2 separate regions of the Bos taurus genome follow, and region 1 is linked to region 2. Evidence: chromatin contacts called from public Hi-C data. All regions are on one chromosome and are shown on one strand. The core of a region is the stretch at or near the end of the contact, and the rest is flanking DNA. Distances in the headings are between cores, read along the strand shown. Region 1 holds the start of SCARF1 (scavenger receptor class F member 1). Region 2 overlaps SLC43A2 (solute carrier family 43 member 2).

What was found. Hi-C and Micro-C count contacts between places; a contact is called where the count stands out from the background.
Region 1: a Hi-C map of liver shows a contact between it and region 2, with 3 times the contacts expected there. The contact joins the promoter of SCARF1 here to the enhancer-like site in region 2. A contact is called at or near these places in 4 of 11 Hi-C or Micro-C datasets (blastocyst, liver, skeletal muscle and 1 more).

What each region holds. Positions count from the first base shown.
Region 1 is chr19:22,747,550-22,753,751 of ARS-UCD2.0, reverse strand. It overlaps SCARF1 (scavenger receptor class F member 1), which reads left to right and starts at 4,804. Exons shown (of 10, transcript XM_024980701.2): 1 at 4,804-4,939; 2 at 5,177-5,238; 3 at 5,506-5,607. The coding sequence starts at 4,839. It overlaps RILP (Rab interacting lysosomal protein), which reads left to right and starts at 560. Exons shown (of 8, transcript XM_002695683.7): 1 at 560-848; 2 at 923-1,016; 3 at 1,105-1,211; 4 at 1,300-1,545; 5 at 1,801-1,946; 6 at 2,331-2,453; 7 at 3,094-3,183; 8 at 3,434-4,412. The coding sequence starts at 621. The coding sequence ends at 3,578.
Region 2 is chr19:22,685,774-22,692,236 of ARS-UCD2.0, reverse strand. SLC43A2 (solute carrier family 43 member 2) reads left to right here. Exons shown (of 14, transcript NM_001075546.1): 14 at 38-1,576. The coding sequence ends at 199. Among named protein-coding and RNA genes, the nearest start is that of PITPNA, 11 kb to the right of the region's middle. Within about 2 kb of position 1,261, at least 26 of the 102 cell types and tissues checked have an H3K27ac peak or open chromatin away from gene starts, as enhancers often do. A contact at or near this core is called in liver and skeletal muscle, where this site is marked.

The sequences.
Region 1 (6,202 bases), core at 3,555-6,054, 58 kb before region 2:
CTGAAGGAAAGTTGGGCTTTCACACCCCTGCTGCTATGACCACGTTTGCCAGTTTTCCCCCAAATACTTGTAAACCTTCACCGCTTTTCAGCATCTCTTGGAGCAGTCACTATTTTGAGTGTAGAAGCTCCCGGCTTGTTCTCTGTAGCTGCAGAGCCCAGCTTAGCCCCTTAAGCTTTGTGTCACTCTCAGCCTGTCCTGGAAATAGGCACACGGCTGGACAGTTGGCTGCCGCTGGCTGAGGTCAGTGACAGCCCGCCTACCTCTCACCTCTTGGCTGGAGAGTTGGCAGCCAAGTCAGGCCCCATGACTCTAGACACAGGGGTGGAGCCTGGTGTGGACACTGGGGAGGGCTTGACAAAAGTGACCACTTACAGCCCTGGGCCTCAGCTCCTGGACTCCTGGCCGGAAGGTCCTACTTCCTGTGACCTTGGGGGCTTTAACAGGACAGGGTCCAGGGCCCTGAGACTCTTCCAGCCTTTTCCCTGAATCGCTCCTCCCTTGTCGCTTCTACCCCGCCCTCTACTGTCCTAAGCCGCTTCCTGGGCCGGGGCTGATTGGCTTTTTCCTGCCTCAGTTGGGGGAGGAGGGTGTCGCAGCCCTGGTCGCCTTCGGGGGACATGGAGCCCAGAAGGGCGGTGCCTGGGGCGCATGGCTGCGGGCCTCGGGTGGCCGCGGGATCGGGGACAGCCGCGGAGCTCGTGTACCACCTAGCGGGGGCCCTGGGCGCTGAGCTGCAGGAGCTGGCGCGCCGCTTCGGGCCGGAGGCCGCAGCCGGACTCGTGCCACTGGTGGTGCAGGCGCTGGAGCTCCTGGAAAAGGCGGCCGTGGGGCCCACCCCGGACTCGGTAAGTCACGGCGCCCTTCCCCAGCCGCCCGCCTGGGCCAGCGGGGGCTGACCTTAACAGCGCGGCCTCCCCAGCTGCAGGTATCCGCGCAGCACGCGGAACTCGAGCTGCGGCGGCTGCGAGAAGAGAACGAGCGCCTCCGCAGAGAGCTGCGCTCTGGACCACAGGGTGAGTGCGGGCCTGCGGAGCTCCGTGGTCGGGGCGGCTCAGGACTCCCCCTCTCGCGGGCCCGCCGCTGAGAACGCCCCTTCCTCAGAGGAGCGCGCTCTGCTGCGGCAGCTCAAGGAGGTGACCGACCGCCAGCGGGACGAACTCCGGGCGTACAACCGCGACCTGCTGCAGCGCAGCCAGGAGACCGAGGCGGTGAGGGCGGGGCGGGGCAACGTGCGGGGGGCGGGGCCCTGCAGGCCCTCAGGCGCCCCGCCCACCAGTCCCTTGGCTCCGCCCACAGTTGCAGGAGCAGCTGCAGCGCCTCCTGCTGGTGAATGCGGAGTTGCGGCAGAAATTGGCCGCGGTACAAACCCAGCTACGCGCCGCGCGGGACCGCGAGAGCGAACGAGAGCAGCGGCGCGAAGCGGCCGTGGAGCCGCCTCCAGAGCCGGTGCAGGGCCAGGCCGCGGGCCCCGGGTGCGAACAGAGGCGGGAGTCCGAGCGGGCGGCCGCGGGCACAAGAGCCCCGGGGACCCCCGAGGACCCGGTGAGTGCCCAGTGAGGGACCGGTCCGGCTCTCGGTGGGCACTCGGGAAAGTTTTGCTGTGTTGCGTAGCAGGGCCAACAGGCTAGCTAGAAGGTGGTTACGAGTGTGCGCCCCCAGCCGGCCTCCGCCCCTACTCTCAGCCAGAGCCCCGGCCTGGCACCCATGGTAGCGCCCTGGCCTCCCGAGGCTCCCTGCCAGTCCTCTCGCGTCCCTGTCCAACCGAGGCGCCCCCTGACCAAGCCTGTCCTTCCACAGGCGGATGCCCCACTGCCGCCAGGGCTCCCCGCCAAGGCAGGGCAGTGCAGCTTCAGTCGAGAGGAGGTTCAGCAGATCCTTCAGGAGCGGAATGAGCTCAAAGCCAACGTGTTCCTGCTGAAGGAGGAGCTGGCCTACTTTCAGCGGTGAGGGCGCTGGGCAGGGCCCGGAGGCTCGGGGGCGCCAGGAGCACCTGTTCCCTGGCCTCGGTTCACCCGCCTCATTCTTTGAGTGGTTGATACGTCCACGGTGTCGTGTGCCAGGCACCATGCTGGGCACTGGAGGACGTGAGTCACATAGTCCCTGCCCTCCTGGATCTTCTTCCACACGGGGGAGGGCCAGTGCTGAGGGTCAGCAGCAGCGGCTGTCAGGGAAGTACTCCCAGGAGGGGTGACACCTAAGCTCAGGGGCAGAGGAGTTAGCAAGGCAGAGTGTTCCCAAAAGGGGGAACAACATGCACAGGTACTTGAGTCGAGACCTATTCTTAGCATCCCCACCGCTTTGTCTCTGCCCTTCCTCCTCCTCCGTAGGGAGCTGCTCACAGACCACCGGGTCCCTGGGCTTCTGCTCGAAGCCATGAAGGTAGCTGTCAAAAAGCAGCGGAAGAAGATTAAGGCCAAAATGTTAGGGACTCCAGAGGAAGCAGAGAGCAGGTAAGTCCTGGCCTCCATTCCCACTGAGCCTAGTCACCTTCTGAACCCATTGCCTCAGACTGTGCTTGTCACCTAGCTTAGCCACCTCTGGAACCTGCTAACCTGACCTGGTCACCCCACCCCCCCAAGCCTGCTGTGCTGAACCCACCGCCTTCTCACTGGATCACAGCTGCTCCCACCTGCCCTGTTTGCTGCACATCCTGACTCTGCTTCTCCACAGTCGGTTTTCGGTTTCTTTGGTTTCTTGTCTTGGCTGCATCTGTTTGTTCTCAGGCAGGTAAAGGTAAGGCCGTAGCTGCAGGCCTGTCCACGGCCTGCTATGTATCTGGCTAGAAAAGAAAAGCCTCAAGATGTCCTCTGTCTGCCCAGATTTTCCTTCTCTCCAGCTTTCTTTTTTTAACTTTTTATTTTATGTTGGCGTATCGTGGATTAACAGTGTTGTGTGACAGTTTCAGGCGTACAGCAAAGTGATTCAGTTTCCTTCACTCCAGCTTTGGGGGCCCCAAGGTCGCTCTGTCCTCCCCTTCCTGCTCCTGGGGGCTGCACAGAAGGCTGAACATAGCGGACTCCCCTTGGCCCTCAGGGCCTTGATAAAGGACCCTCACGTCTTCTCTCCTCTCTTCACTCTTCTCTGCCTCAGTGACGATGAGGATGGCTCATGGCTCCTGCTCTCCAGCGATAAGGGAGACCATTCTGAACCCCCAGCCCCTGAGTCCAGAATACAGAGTTTGTATGTTGACGAAGGGAAGGACGAATGTGGTAGGGGTGGAGGGTGGAGGGGCCCATCTTCCCTCCTGCTGCCCCAAGCAAGTAGCATGCCCATCCCCTCTTGCTCCTCTGGTGGCCCCTTTACCGCCCCCTGTCTCATGCTGCCCTTTCTTGCTCTGGGTCCCCTTTTTACAGCACCCTCTGCTGCCCTCAGCCCCTGTCCTTGACCTCCCTGGCAGCCAGGCTCAAAACACCTCTTGGTCTCCCCCCAGCTTTGGCCAGTGGTATCGGGGTGAAGCAGAGGCCCCTGGGACTGAGACCAGCCGTGTGGCTCCCAGCCAGCTACAAGGAGGAGAGGAGACCCTGCAGCCACCCCACCAGGAGCCGGTGGGCAGGCCGACAGCCCCCGACTCCTGACGGGTCCTGCTGTGCTCTCAATGAACATCTTTGTCTGGAGTCTCAGCTGCCCCAGAGGCCTGACTTTGGAGTCTGTCTGTGGTTGGATGTGTGACCTCAAAGGACCAGGCTCCCTCCTTCCCTGCCTTCCTCCCTGGCTCTTCTCTAATCCTGGTCCGAGTCTGATGGGAGCTCAGCCTACTTTTTTTCCTATCAGTTCAGTTCAGTTGCTCAGTGGTGACCGACTCTTTACAACCCCATGGACTGCAGCACACCAGGCCTCCCTGTCCATCCCAGAGTTTACTCAAACTTATGTCCATTGAGTCAGTGATGCCATCCAACCATCTCATCCTCTCTTGTCCCCTTCTCCTCCTGCCTTCAATCTTTCGCAGCATTAGGGTCTTTTCCGATGAGTAAGTTCTTCCCATCAGGTGGTCAAATTATTGGAGTTTCAGCTTCAGCATCAGTCCTTCCAATGAACACCCAGGACTGATCTCCTTTAGGTTGGACTGGTTGGATCTCCTTGCAGTCCAGGGGACTCTCACGAGTCTTGTCCAACACCACAGTTCAAAAGCATCAATTCTTTATTTTCCAACTCTCACATCCAAACATGACTACTGGAAAAACCATAGCTTTGACTAGATAGACCTTTGTTGGCAAAGTAATGTCTCTGCTTTTTAATATGCTGTCCTTCCTATACCTCTGTGCCAAGCCTTGGGGGCCAGATAGAAGTGCTGCTTCTCTGAGTTTCAGTTTCCCCGTCTGTGAAATGGAGAGCTAACTGCCCTCCTCCCAGCTGTTTGTACAGATGGCCTAAGCTGTTGGAATAAAGCAACTGCCCGTGATAGCCAGAAACAGCTCCACGTCTGTCTGCCGGTGATCCGCCCCTGCCCAGCTCTGCCAGGATGGCCCCTTGGTTGTCACTGGTGGGGGGGCCTTCTCCCCTCTCCGACTTTCCTTGGGGAATGTGATCTAATGGATTCCCATGGCTCACCCGCTCGCCTGTCCTGGGATCCGGAACTTACAGCCTCATCTTCCTGCCGGCTCCAGATTCAGACCAGCCCAGAAGCCTCTACTCAGCCCTCACCATTGGCCTTCCCTTTTCCTTTCACTATTCTGGTGTCTGCATCTCAGCGCCTGCCCACTGTCTCAGGGAGGTGCCTCATGGCAGCCCGCCCCTCTAGCCTGGTTTCCTCAGGAAAAGCCTGGGGAGGAAGTAGGAAGGGGGTTGGGCGCTGTGGGGGCCAGACTGACCCAAGCCCTCCCGCTGCACTGGCCGCCATGGGGCCGGGGCTGCTGTTCCCTCTATTGCTGCTCGAGGCTCTGGGGGCCCCAGGGTCTGAGCTGGACGCCGGGGGGCGGCACGTCTGCAAGGCCAGCAGGTGGGTCTTGTGGGAGTCTGATGAGGGGGAAGAGGACATGAAGAAAGAGGGGCTAAAGCAGGAGGGGCTCGGGGACAGCCTGGAAGCGGTGGGATGGCTAGGGACAGAGCGGAAAGGGTTTGCGGACGTGGGGCTGTGAAACCTTGGCCAGCCCTACCAGATGGGGCTGAGGCCAGTGACAGTGATCCACCTGCAGGGCCAGGCTGCCCCCCCAGCTGACCCCTCTCTGCCCCACAGTCCCTCTGCTGAGCTCCAGTGCTGCCCAGGCTGGAGGCGGAAAGATCGAGAATGCACCATCCGTGAGTAGCCAGGATGGTCCCACCCACCCCACCCCACCCGCCACTGGAGGATAAAGGAGGACAGAGCCCAGTGACCCTTCCTTCCTACCCACCCTGGGGTCTGTTTGCCCTCCTGAGCCCTTGTGCCAGGGTCCCTCCTGTGACCCAACCCCCCGCCCCTGAGGAAATAGCCCTTGAGGGAGGCAGGGGCGGCGGGAGCCAGTGAGAGGGACAGAGTGTCCCCTGGCCACACCCCTGTCCTTCCAACCTGGGTGGGGTGTTTTTCAGCCATCTGCGAGGGGCTGGATGCCTGCCGGGAAGACGAGGTATGTGTGAAACCAGGCCTCTGTCGGTGCAAACCTGGATTCTTCGGAGCCCAGTGCAACTCCCGTGAGTCCTGAGTATCTCCTGAAGGATAAAGGGGCCGGACAGGACTGGGGGAGAGGGGAGGTGAAGCAGGTAGCAAAGTAATCTTACAAGAGCAGGGCCAGAGTCCCTCCAAGCTTTGCTGAGGAAACTGAGGTCCGGAGACAGGAAATGACGCACTCCCGGGGATGCCCTGAGTCATCTGGTTTCTACGCCATCCTCAAAGTCCTCCCACAGGTTCAGTTCTGGGCTGTTCATCTTCCCTTTCAACTTTCTGAAAGATGCTGGAGATTCCGGTCAACTGCAAAATGAATGCGCTCTCAGTCTCATACACCTTATGCCAGTCTGGAGAGTGACTGGAGTGTCCACCTTCTCTGGCACAAAGAGGGACTTGGCAAAGTGGTTGGTGGGCAGTTTAGCCAGAGGGTAGCCAGCCGCCACGGGTTGGGGTTGAGAGGAGACGCTGAGGGTGTGTGGCTACCCCAAGGGCAGCCTCCAGGCCTGGAGAGACACAGTTGGGGGTGGGGGGAACCCAAAGAGAGGGAGGAGGGGCCCGAATGCAGGCCCACCCACTTCGTGTGGCTCTAGACCGGCCCCTTTCCCACTCTTAAGTGTGTTC
Region 2 (6,463 bases), core at 12-2,511:
GCCCCTCGTGACGGCCACTCTCGTCCCTGCCCCCCAGGTGAACGTGGGCCTGCTGGTCGTGAGCATGCTGGGCTTCTGCCTCCCCCTCTACCTCATCTGCTACCGGCGCCAGCTGGAGAGGCAGCTAGAGCGGAAGAGAGAGGACGACAAGCTTTTCCTCAAGCTCAACGGCTCGTCCAACCAGGAGGCTTTTGTGTAGCGCCTGCCTTCTCGGGATCGCGGCCTCCTGCCCTCTCGCTTCAGTGACTCGCGGTGTCCTCGTCCCCACCCCAGAGGACCTCCACGCACTCCCGCCCGCCCCCAACCCCAGGATCCTGTCCTTCACTGTGTTGGAGTCCACGCTCCCTCGAAGGGCCCTGGTCCTGCCTCGGAGCTCTGCGGTGGACAGACGGATGGGAGAGGGCCGGGACAGACGCTTCTCCTCCTGCTGGAGGCAGGGAGGCTCTGGACTTCACTCCGCCACCCTCGAGGGGTCCTTGAGCCTCGGGGCTCCGTGGTGCCTGCAGGAGAAGCCAGGAGGACCGCCTGGGCTAGCAGACCCTCTCCCCTGAAGTGTGTCCGGATTCTGCCTCTAGCCAAAGTAGAGGGGTCTGCCATCCACTGCCCGCCTCCTGCCCCTCGGCTGCATGTCCACCGACCACGCCTGCCTGAGGACAAAGGCTTGCTCTGTCTGCACACCCCCACCCCCAGCCTGGCCCCTCACCTCCTCCCCCGGCCAGTCAGAGCTGCCTGAGGAAGGAAGGACCCGCTTCCTGTTGTTGGTGCTAACTCCTTTGTGGCCTGTCCATGGCTTGTCCTCCTGTTCAAGGCCTGTGGGGAAGCGCCCCCCCGCCCCCTGTCCTCCCCCCTCCAGCTTAGCCTGGGAAGGGTCTGGAGGGCTGGATGGTCACGTGGGAACCATGGACAAGGCCGGGCAGCGGCCCTTTCCCTCTTCCCTCAGGACTTGAGTGGGGGCATGTCTCCACTGCCACCCTCTGTCCAGGCTGTGACCTGAAGGGAATTAAGGGGGCACCAACAGGGCATATCACACACACACACACACACACACACACACACACAGCTGTTTTTGTGGGGGGTGGAAGTGAGGCTGCGGCTGACAGTCCTGGAGGTCCAGGCCTGGGTGGGGAGGTGAATTTGTGAGAGGCCGAGGGGGTGTGGATGTGTGGGCTGTGTTTGCATGTGCTGGGTATGAGAAATGTGTGTGGGGGTGGTGGCAGGGTGTGGGCTCTGGGTGACTGCACTTATCCTCCCAGAGCTGCCCCCAGCTGGCCAGGCCTGCAGCAAGCCCAGCGCCTGGGAGCCAGCCCTGTTCAGGGCCAAGCTTGTCCCAGCTGCGGGGCCACAGCGCCCCCTGCTGGCAGACTCCTAGGGGCCCTGGAGCTGTTTACTTGGGTGAGGCCACCTTTCCTCTGCCAGGCGGGCCTGGCTTACCAACCCACCCACCTTGACTGCGCTCAGAAATGTGTCTGAGGCTTCCTGGGAGTTCTGAGAGGGGTGGGTGGATTTTTAGGTTATATGTTTTCAGTTTTATCAGACTCCTTTTTATAAAGCAATAAATCCACTTCCCTACTGGTAAGGGATGCCCCCTTCTAGCATATCAATTCATGACTCCATGTGCCTGTTTTGAGCTTGAGAAGAAAAGGCAGGACAAAGTTTTCTGCCACTGAGCAGCCCCAGTTGTCCCCAGCTGCCGACTCTGGGTAACATCTCTCTCTGGGTGTGATTGCTGTCTTGGGAGGGGCGGTGGGCCAGGAAAAGACCTTTCTCCCCTGCCCCAGCCCTAACACATCAGGCCTGTGCAGACACCTTAGAAGTGTGGCCACCCGCTCCTCTGCTGCTTATCCCAGCCAGACAGGCTAATCCTGACCCCCTTTCATCCCTGCTCAGGCTTCCTGTCACCAGTCAGCCACACCAAGGGTTCCTCCTGGGTTCAGGACGCAGGGTGACCCCAGACAAGCCGCAGCCTCAAAGACAGCAGGGGCAGGATGTGGCGGGAGGAATGGGTGGTGATGGGAAGGGGCAGACCCAGGCCCAGACCTGAGCTTCCTGTCACAGTTGAGCCCCTGAAACTCACCTCCCTAGGCTTCGTCCACTCAAATACTCAAAAGCGGGTATTTGTTTTAAACACTTTTTTTTTTTTTTTTAAAGGAGAGAGTGTGAGATGAACATTTCTCCCAAAGCATTCCTAAAAACTCTAGTTCTGGAAAATGTGAAGGTTATTTTAATTTTTAAAAAAAGTTTTGGGATTTCCCTGGTGGTCCATTGGCTAAGACTCTGTACTCCCAATGCAGGGGACCTGGGTTCAATCCCTGGTCAGGGAACTAGATCCCACATGTCTCAACTAAGAACCCGGTGCAGCCAAATACATAATTTTTTAAAAGTTTTGTAGTCAGATTTGGGAAATGCTGGACGAGGTGAAGTTAGCTCAGTGCTGGTGGGCTGTGCTCTCCAGAGGGGTGTGGTGGGCAGCTGGGGAATGGTTTTAACAACCCCAGCCACCCCACCCCAGGTGTGGCCCAGGTTCTACCTGCAGCAGGAGCTTTTGGGGTGCGTGTTAATAACATAGCCCCGGGGGCTTGCCTCTGACCTAGAGGGAAACTAAAGTCTATTCTTTGCTAAGCCCCACCTGGTGATTCTGGTGCAGCTGCCCCCCTCCCCAACATTTGAAAGCCACTGACAATGGAGTGCAGTTTGGGGCAGTGCTGATTAGCAAGGGCCCTTCCCACTGGGAAGTGTACTGAGGCCACAAGGACACAGCCTGTGTTGTGCCCAGCAGCCCCCAGCGCAGCCGAAGTGGGAGCTTCGACCTCTCTCTCTCGCCCACCTGCCTGCAGGGTGTGTACACGTGGAAAGGAGCAGGCGTTGAGAAACCAGAGTTCAGGGTGGAAAATAGTCCGGAGCCAGTAGTGTATGGGGCTTAGGGACATGAAAATGAGAGCAGGGTACCAGGCGGTTTGGGTACCACGTGTGCCACACACACACCCCCACTCCCTTGCCAGTCATTTTACTCTGGCTGCAGGATTGATGAGTTATATTTTCTCATTACCATCACTGAGGCATGCTAAGAAGCCAAGAGCTGGTATACTCCCCTCCCTATTTTACAGCTGGGAGAATTGAGGCCTGCACAGGTAGAGTAACTCGCTCATGGTTAAAGCCAAGGACTTGCATATGGTCCTAATCTCTGGAGCAGCCACGACCCTCTAGATCAGGACAGTCCATTCGGAGTGGCAGCCTGGGGGCCTCCAGGCCTTAAGATCAAGGTGAAACAGCCTGAGGAAGGGAAACAGACACAGGCGAGTTCTCCTTTTCTTGGAGCCAAGAGCTTCCTTAGATTTGGGGGAGCTGTACGTAGTAGAGTCATCTTGGCCTTAGAGGCGGATGGTAACTTGGGGGAGGAAGTCTCTGGTCACCCCCAGCCATGAGAGGAGTGCCCTGGGATGGGGAAGGGACCATGGGCTGGTCAAAGGCAGTGGTCATCACTGGCCTGGGCCCTCCATCATCCCCCTGGTTCTCCAGGTTCCTGGTGGGAAGGAAGGAGCAGGCAGTGGTGCCCGGTCCAGGGCGTTCAACTGGAGCAAGAAGCAGGGTCACACCAGCCTCAGGAGTGTTGCCAGGAGCCCCGTCCTTTCTGTCTCCCTGGACTTGAGTCCAGGTGATCCTTTGTGGCTGGCTTCCTCCAAAGCCTCCTGGCCTCTGCCTGCAGCTCTCGCTGCCTGGGCCTGTCGTCAGGAAGGTTCCCACCCTCGTAAAGGCCACAGGTGGGGTTGCGGGTTGTGGGTTCCTTTCTGTTTTGCTCCATCTCCTATTCCCTCTTGTACTCAGTGTCAGCCTGGTGAGAAGAACTCCAGCCTTCCTTGTTCTGGCCCTGGGCTGTGAAGCATGAGGGCCTCCCACGGCCCTAGGCCCCAAGCACGCTGAAGGTGGGGAGGTGGCCAGTGTTGGGAGGACGTGCGCAGCACTGTCTCAGACAACTGCGTGAACGTTCAGTCAGCCCAGTGGAGTTTTGTTTCTTCTTATATCACGATCATGCTTTTAACCTTTCAGCTTCTTACAGTCCTCACACCATAGAGACTGACAAACCCAGGTTGCTGTTCCTTAGTTGCTTAGTCATGTCCGAGTCTGTGCGACCCACGGACCGTAGCCCGTCAGGCTCCTCTGTCCCTGGGATTTCCCAGGCAAGAATTCCGGAGTGGGTCGCCATTTCCTTCTCTAAGGGAGTTTTTATCTTTTGGCCCCGCCATGCAGCATGTGGGATCCTAGTTCCTCTACCAGGGATTGAACCCACACCCCATGCACTGGAACCACTGGACCACCAGGAAAGTCCTCAGGGGTGTGGGCGTTGGCGGTTAATACATTTGCATGTCCATCTGTGTGAATTTAAACAGATATGCACCAGGGGCAGGTGATCCGGAGGGGTCAGGCTGTGGGCCCGCTATGGCAAGAGGCTCCTGTCTCTGAGCTCTGAGAAGTCTTCTTAACAGAGTCAGGCTTCTGGGGCTGTTTAATCCACAGCTTCCCTCCCTCTGAGGGGTAATACAATGGATTCTCGTGAGTTCTGGGGCAGGAAGGCGTCTTAACTGTGGGGTTAGGATTAGGAGCCCAGGACCCTGAAAGTGAGGAGGTGGGTTTTCCACAGGCTGTGGGACCCCCCTGGAGTGGGGTGGGGTCAGGGTGAGCAGGCCGGCTCTGGGAGCCTGTCCCTGACCCAGGCCCTGACTCGCCCCAAACCCTGGATGGGATGCATATCAGGAAGGAGGCGCAGTGTCCCCACCGCAGGGCAGACCTCTCCCATCTGTGCCCTTGGTCTCTCTGCAGGCAGCACTTCCAGCCCTGGAGTCAGCCCTTCTCAGCCTCCCAAGCAGATCCAAGACCGAACTAGGGCCTCCGGCTGCTCAACCCTTCCCAGAGTGAGACTCTACCTCCCTGTGCTGAGGAGGCGATGAGGGAAGGGCAGAGGTTAGAGGCCCCACCACACCTATTATCTTGTGACCATAGACAAGTCTTGAGCCTCGGTTTCTCATCTGTAAAATGGAAGTGTTACCCCCGCCCCCGGAGACTCAGTGGACCTGGACGTCAAGCAGTTGTACGTTATTGTACCTGGCACTTAGTAGGCACTTAACCAGTGATAGAATTATTTTTATGACCCTGGAGCGGAGCAGACAGCACAGGGGATAAGGACCATCCGCACACACCCTCTCCCGCCCGTGTAACAGGACAGACTTCAGGCAGCTCTGCCTGGGCCTTTGGCCAAGTAAAGGAAGTGAGGTCCGTTTCTTCTGATCCCTTCCCCTCTCAGGACCACCCTCTCTCAGCAAAAGCCTTAAGAAGTTGTCCCCCTGTTCACTTTGACGTCTTTCGCATTTTGGTAAGAGACTTGGCCAAAAAGCTTCTCAAGATAATCTCTAAATGGGGGATGTTCGGGCACTCTTGACAGTTTTACGTTGAGGTGGGTGACTCAGAGCACAGCTTGTGGACAACACCTTCACGCCACCTCCTTGTAAAACCGCCCGTGTGCCTTTGTGTGCATGTGTGTGCATGTGTGTGTTGACGTCTGGGGTATAATTCCAGGCACGTCGGGTGTGAACATGTTTAGAGGAGGGTGTGGGAGCTTATCTCTCCTTTGACAAAGAGAGAGAGGGTCATGCCTCGCTGAATCTCTTTTGGTGGGTAGAAAGGCCCAGGCTCTGTCCAAGGACCCAGCCCAGGCCCTCAGAGTGGTGCCTGAAGGGTTAATCTGTTCCCATGTCAACCGGGGTCAATGTCTTGTCACTGACAGCTCAGCAGCTGACCCTGACTCTTCCTGGCCCTTTGCTGTTTCTAGCACCTGGCTTCCTGGCACACAGTAAGCACTGAATAAACATCTGCCGAGAATGGCCAAGAACTGCTTCCCCCTTGGCCCCTGTGTCTCTTTCTGTCTGACTCACACATTCACTTGCCACTTGTCTTGCCCATCACCTGTCTGAAATGTGCTCCCTGACCCCAGAGCTGGGGGAGGGACAGAGGAGGGGACCTCGGTGGTGGAGGGAGCCCAAGGCAGCTGGGAATTCCAGTTCTAAGGCAGGTACTCATTCTTGACCCTCGGCTTTTGTCCTGAGTCAGCAGTCATGGGCACACCTGCTTCTTCTAGGGGTTTCCCACAAAGTTGGGCCCTGGGCAAAGGCAGCAGGAAAGAAGAGCCACTGGGCTTCCTCAGAGAAGCCCCAGGGAGACCCTCACTGCTAGGGAGGGGAGAGGGCAGCCTGGTTGTCTGAAGCTTGGTTCCCAATCCTCTAGGGTAGAGGGCATTGAGGCCCTGGGCAGGGAGGTAGGTGGCCTCAGGAGCCAGCTGGGGACGGGGTAGGACCCCTGCATGGCACACAGGGCAGAGATGGTAAATGGAGGTTCATGAGGGCTTCTACTCATCAGGGTTGCAAGCTCAAAAGCCACGCTCTGCCACATCCCTGCACTGTGACCTTTGTTTTCC